Regions from separate parts of the Mus musculus genome. Here region 2 is linked to region 1. The links are chromatin contacts, called in public promoter capture Hi-C maps. All regions are on one chromosome and are shown on one strand. The core of a region is the stretch at or near the end of the contact, and the rest is flanking DNA. Distances in the headings are between cores, read along the strand shown.

Region 1 (3,159 bases), core at 474-2,973:
ACCAGGCAGTAAATGGGCCAATGAACTCGATTCTCAATAGAAGACATAAAAATGACCAATAACACTTTTTAATGTGTTTGACTTCCTTAGCCATCAGAAAAACACTACTTTGAGATTCTATCTCACTCCAGTCAGAATAGCTATTGGAAGAAAACAAACGTCAACAAATGCTTTTAAGGTTGCAGAGAAAGAGGCTACCTTATCCATGGTTGGTGAGCATGTAATGTGCTTCAGGCACTATGGAAATCAATGCAGAGGCTTATCAAATAAAAATAAAAATAAAAAATAAGGCAGGTGGATTACTGAGTTCGAGGCCAGCCTGGTTTACAGAGTGAGTTCCAAGACAGCCAGGGCTACACAGAGAAACCCTGTCTCAAAAATAAAAAAATAAATCTTCCATATGACCTGACTATACCACTCCTAGGCACACACCTAAAGGCATCTGCACTTTACTGTGCATGTGCTTGTACATCTGTGTTTGTTGTTACTCCTTTCACAAGCACAAGGAACATGAGTCAGCTTAATGTCCATCAACATTAATTACTGCCCTGATCTTGACTTCTTTTCTCCTACTACTGACTGGTTGGTATTTCACACTTATTTTCAAAGCTGTACATAATAATGTTATTTATTTTTCTTAGAATTTACTTAATTGTGTGTGTGTGTGTGTTGTGTATGCGTATCACAGGAGACTGTGGAAGTCAAAAGTGGCATCAGAGCCGCTGGAACTGGAGTTACAGACTTTGAGTCATCACGTGGGTGCTGGGAACTGAAACCAGAGTCTTTGTATGAATCATAAGCACTCATAACCACTAATCCATTTCTTCATCCTTTTCCTCCTCTCATTATGTAGCCCATGCTAGCCTTGAATGGTTGTGTAGACTAGGCTGGCCTCAAACTTCACAGAGATCCACCTCTCTCCTACTTTTGTGTTTGGTTTTGGTGGCCCAGTGAATCTAACCTGGTTTTTTTGTTTTGTTTTTTTGTTTGTTTGTTTGTTTTGTGAACATAAGCAGGGAAAGAAATCAGTATTTTGAGGAGGGAGGGAGCCCACACAGAAATGCTAAAAAAATTAAAAAACTCAGTGAGTGGAACAGAAAAACAATAGAAACATCACCAATGGACTCAGCCAGGCAGAAGAAAGACTATCAAGGATGGGAGACGAGGTTGACTACTGTACCTAAATTCAAGAAGGACTTTTTAAAATGAGTATTATGATGTCCAAGAAGTTCAGGATGCCATCAAAAAACAAACCAAAGAATCCACAGAACAGAAGGAGCTAAGAGAAATGCTGAAGACAGAGAATTTGTCTGTTAGTTGAATCTGGAGGTCTCAGTGTCGGATTCTAGAGGTGACAATCAGAGCCATTAGGAATTATGCACTACAGTCCATCTAGAAAGAGCACTGTGGGGTTTCCTCCCTACAAGCCACATACTTGATGCCTGTCTATTTCTGCGTTGTAAGAATCCGGCTTTACTCTCCAAATGGTTTCCCAGGTACTGCTATTGCAGCCCTGACATCCAAGTCATCTGCCAGGCCTGTCTCTGCCCAGGTAAACTTTAAAGTTCCGGTCGAAACCTTGTAGCTAACAGGCAAGTCACGGTGATGGGTGGAGGAGGTTGCCATAGAGACAGGTCCAGGGCCTGGGGCTCGGGATGGGAAGGCTCGGGTTCGGCTTCCCATTGGCTCTACGGACGAGCAGCGTTCTCCACTAGCACATGCGCAGTGGCGCCGAGGCGAGGTCGCTGCGAAGCCCGGGAGCTAGGGGTTCCGGCCGGGGCCTCTGGGGACCCGGCTGGAATGAGCGTGTACTGACGGCTCCCGGCTCCTCCCAGGGAGAGAAGCGGTGAAGCTGAGCCCCTGATGCAGCTCTGAGTCGAGCCTGCCACGGAGGCTCCCGCCACGCCGCCGCCATTGTTGCCCGGGCTGCGCCGACGGGGCCCGAGTGACAGGTACTGATGTCCGAGCGCGAATGTCCACGGGGAGGCCGGCCCGGGGCAGGCTGGGAAGGGGAGGCGGCTGGAGGCAAGGCGGGCGCATCTCCTCAGGGCATGCATGACTATGGATGAGCTAGGCTGGGAGTTGGAGCCCCAAACAAGTACGTGTGGGTTCTTCTCCGTGTCAGGATACTTGTGAGGTTGGCTTTGAGAGAGGTGGATAGTGCTTTCGGTTTACACTTGAGGAAGCTCCTGAGACGGCCTCCAATCACAGCCTAACAGGCTTGTCTTCTCTGCTCCGGGAATAGAGCAAACTATGCAAGGCAGATAAATAGATCGCCTTGGCCCCGCCCCTATGAGATTGTTTGGAAACCTCCAGTTTGTCCCAGTAATCACAAATTTGCTCTGTTGCTGAGAACATCCGGAATATTAGTGACTTGGATATTGAAACATTTCTTTCTGCAAGGTGATAAGTTTTCAACAAGTTAGAAATTAACCATTCTGCTCATGGTTCCTTAAATTATTGCTTCTAACACCACCATCAATAAACACACATCGTGTGTGTGTGTGTCTAGGATGAATGTATTCTAAATTCAAGGATAGAGGAAAAGAAGACCAGGGTAAATTCTGTGTGTTTATCCTGCACTCTGAGGAGTCTGCTTCTGTGTGTATGAGGGGTAGCAGAGAACACCAAAAATGCTTGAGCTGATGGGCCATTCTTGTGCTGGATAGTTTTATGTCACCTTGACACAGCTATGGTCATCTTATAGAGGAAATGCCTCTATAAGACTGAGAGCTACTTCCTGCCTCCAGGTTCCTGCCCTGTTTGAGTTCCTGCCCTGACTTCCTTTGATGATGAACAGTGATGTGGAAGCACGAGCTAAATAAACCCTTTCCTCCCCAGATTGATTTTTAGTCAAGGTGTTTCATCACAGCAGTAGTAACCCTAACTGGGACAAAAATTGGAACCAGAAGTAGGGTATTGCTGTCACAGTCCTGGCCATGTTGTTATGGGAAGATCGTAGAAGGACATTAGAACTTTAGGCTAGAAAAGTCGTTGAGTGTTGGAAGCTCAGTGAGCTATTCTGTAGGAGCTAGGAAGAGAAGGATGTTAAGAGCAGGAGAGAAACGCAAACTTGGCCTTTTGTGTGAAGAATCTTTGGTGTCTGGTCATCTGGAACTGAATAGTCAGCTGTGACTAAAAAGAAACCAGTGTCACTGA
Region 2 (3,159 bases), core at 378-2,877, 120 kb before region 1:
GAAGCAGGGAGGGACTCATTAGTCTACAAGTTTGACCACAACTCAAATATCCTTCGGGACCAGGAATTACTCACCTTTCAGAGCTCAAACTTGAAAATTCCCCCTAGAGACCACCCCTCCCACTCTTTACCCACCTCTGGCTAAACCTTCTAGACCTTTGTAGGTCTCTGACCTCTGACCTCTGACCTCTCCTAATTGCAGGTCTCAGACCTCTCCTCTGCTTTCTTTTGCTGTCCAGAACCAGCCAGTCAAACACTTTCAACACTTTCCTGTCAATACCCAGGACCAAGAAGGTTCCCCGCTGGGTCCAGCAATGTCTGTCTATATAGCCAGAAACAGACAGCTTGACATGGTCTCAGACCAGCTGCTAGGCCAGGCTTTGGCAGAGGACCACAGTCTGGTTTTTTTTTTTTTTTGTTAATCTAATCTGTTTGGAGACTCAGGTGCAAACTATTGCTTATAAACTAGTACCCTGGGCAATTTTGGACTTTTAGCCACATTTGGCCTCTTAAAGTATCTTACTAAGATTTGGTTTCATGCTTAAGCAAGCGGCATGGTAAGATAAGACTTTTTTAAAGCTGTAAGTTTTGTTGTTTGGCCTGGTTTCTGCCCATGGCAGTTAAGAAACAAAACACAGCTTCCCTGTCACATCCCTCCTACCCTAGTGCAAGGAAGAAGTGACACCCGTTTGCAGTGATCTGGGCCCAAGGCAGGCAGGATACTGTTCAGTGCCGGGGTGAAAGCTCTGTCCTTCCTTCTGCTTTTCTCAGTGGACAGTTTTCTAGAATGAAGTACCACTCAGCAGCTCCTCCTTTGGTAAGTGATAGGATGTCAGGATAAGGTTCACAGTCCCATACCAGCCCTCTGGGCAGCCTCTGCCTTTCCAAGCCTGTCTGTCTGCACCTATGCCCCCTTCCAAGCCTGTGTCTGGTCTCTGGGGCCCTCTGCTCTCACCTGAAATACTGTTCCACTCTTTCATGAACAGGACTCTGATCACATTGGCAGCAGTGAGCAGTAAATTTGAGTCGCACATCTGCAGCAGCAAGAGAGTATAATTTGCCTTAGTTCGGTGGGTGCTGTTGCCAAACCAGTAGAGGATCTCCTTCATCTTCCGTTCCACCGTTTTATCCAACATCTGGTTCAAGGAGGACTTTACAACCTCCTCCTCCTTCCCCCCCTTCCTACTGAGTTTGATCCGAGACCTGTTGTAGATGAAGTCCTTCCCCTGGGTGGTCTCTAGGATATTCTGGAAATACTGTAACAAATACAGGCTATTTAACTGCCCCAAGATGCTGACTAGAAATCTCCTCTGGGATATGTCGTTGACCCTCCGGAACCACTCTTTGGTGGCAAAGATCTTCCATGCTAAGACACAGGCTTCACACTTCTGGCACACGGGGACCCAGTTGGGTCCCTTTTCACAACGAAAATAGGGGGCCTGCTTGAGTTTTGGTTCCCTGTTTTCCATGACTCTGAGATGACATTCAGTTCATTTAAACCTTGCCCGTTAGCAACCCCACCAAACACCAGAGGGACAGGGTAAGCAGAGAAATAGCCTTTTTGGAGCCTCTTCGGGATGAACATCTGGAGAAACCGTAAGGCACTGCGATGGATGGTAAACTGATCTGACCCAGAAACTGCCTGTAGAAGTCTGGCTTTTTGTACTGACTTCCTTAGAAACATGGCTTTACCGTAAATCTCCTAACCCTGGCACCACAAAAGTAGAGACAGTTGCTGTATATTCTGGAAGAGCTGGTCATCTTATTTCTATAGCAGCTATTCTTTTAACCAAATGTAAAACATAACATGGCCCATTTAAAAAAAATGTTAGCATCTTTCAGTTGCTGTTATTAAGGACTTTTAAATATTCATAAATACAGCTTAGGTGTAATCTTCTTACATTTGTGGCTGTTAGAGTCTATTCCAGTGCCCTGCATATTATATTCAGTCTCTGGTTATCGCCACAGTAAAAGCACCTGTCTTAACAATAATGTAAATTATTTAATTATTCAGGGCTAGCTGTGAATCCACAGGGAACCACTCTCTGGTGCAGAATTTTCAGTTGTCCTGAGGATATGTTGGGAGTTGACTTGTTGTGTAGACACAGTCAGCTGCCTACCCATGTAGCAGAAGGTCTCACCATAGCTTTGTAATGAAGACTGTGAAGTCTGGGGTATGGCTTCTGAGTCTGGGCCCCAGCCCAGCTGCCCATTGCTCTACGAACACCAGCAGGTTGTTTAATGTTCTTCAGTTTCCTTGTCTGAAAGTGGAGATGGGGATGCTTTCTGCTTCACAGAGGATGAAGTGAGACGCTGTACACACAGTACTTAGGATGGGTGGGAACTGAGACACTGTGCACACAACGCCAAAAAGACTGCGTATCATAGCACAGTGTAAGTTAGGGCAGTGTAAGCCCTCACTACACACTGTCTCTCTGTTGTCACTGTCACCACTGCTAGATTCTCCATTTATTCATCGAAGATGTGTTCTAAGACCCCAGAGGATGGCAAAAGCTACAAGGTAATATCAACCCCTAGATAATGTGTATTCCTTTAATAAATAAGGCTAAGTAAGAAAAAATTCAGCAATAACTGTCTTAGCTCCTGTTTCTATTGTTGTGCTAAACACCACGACCCGAAGCAACTAGGGAAGGAGAGGTCTTGTGATGCTCACACTTCCACATCTCAGCTTAGCATTAAAGGAAGTTGGGGCAGGAACCTGGAGGCAGGAACTGGTGTGGAAGCCATGGAGGAGCATTGCTTACTAGCCTGCTGGTGTGGATTGCCCTGGTGATGTTTGTATTTTGATGTTAATCCTGCTTCCTCGAGAGTTGTTGTCCCCACCCTGCCCCTGACAAGGACTCTGTTGATCTCACTGGACCTTTTCCCCATTCTAACTGGTCAAATAAAGGCTAGAGCCTATGATTGGGCAGTGCAAGGGAAAGGTGGGACAGGAGGTTTCAGAGGAAGGAGGAGGAGAGAAGACAGAGGAGGAGGAGGTGGAAGCCAATATGGAGCAGAAGCACATGGCCCGGAGAAGCTGCAAGCAGCAAGGGGTCTCATAACTAGAGAATAAGTTAGTATAGTGATAGATCTGCCCAATCTAGGCATATAGCTTATCAATATAACTGGGTTATATGTCTTTTATACAGGCTTATCG

The links. Capture Hi-C pulls out chosen DNA fragments and counts their contacts.
Region 2: a contact with region 1 is called in a promoter capture Hi-C map of adipose tissue. The contact joins the promoter of Fbxw10 here to the promoter of Zfp287 in region 1. A contact is called at or near these places in 9 of 39 promoter capture datasets (the C10 cell line, the HPC-7 cell line, cranial neural crest and 6 more), 1 of 15 datasets of contacts at CTCF or cohesin (the NIH/3T3 cell line), 19 of 484 Hi-C or Micro-C datasets (the AML12 cell line, the G1E-ER4 cell line, the N1E-115 cell line and 12 more), 10 of 115 datasets of contacts at active chromatin or transcription factors (CD8 T cells, bone marrow-derived macrophages, a colorectal cancer cell line and 6 more) and 4 of 9 other capture datasets (adipose tissue, liver, macrophages and 1 more).

The regions. Positions count from the first base shown.
Region 1 is chr11:62,730,460-62,733,618 of GRCm38.p6, reverse strand. It overlaps Zfp287 (zinc finger protein 287), which reads left to right and starts at 1,723. Exons shown (of 6, transcript NM_133208.3): 1 at 1,723-1,952.
Region 2 is chr11:62,845,591-62,848,749 of GRCm38.p6, reverse strand. It overlaps Fbxw10 (F-box and WD-40 domain protein 10), which reads right to left and starts at 1,627. Exons shown (of 13, transcript NM_001033669.2): 1 at 955-1,627. The coding sequence starts at 1,468.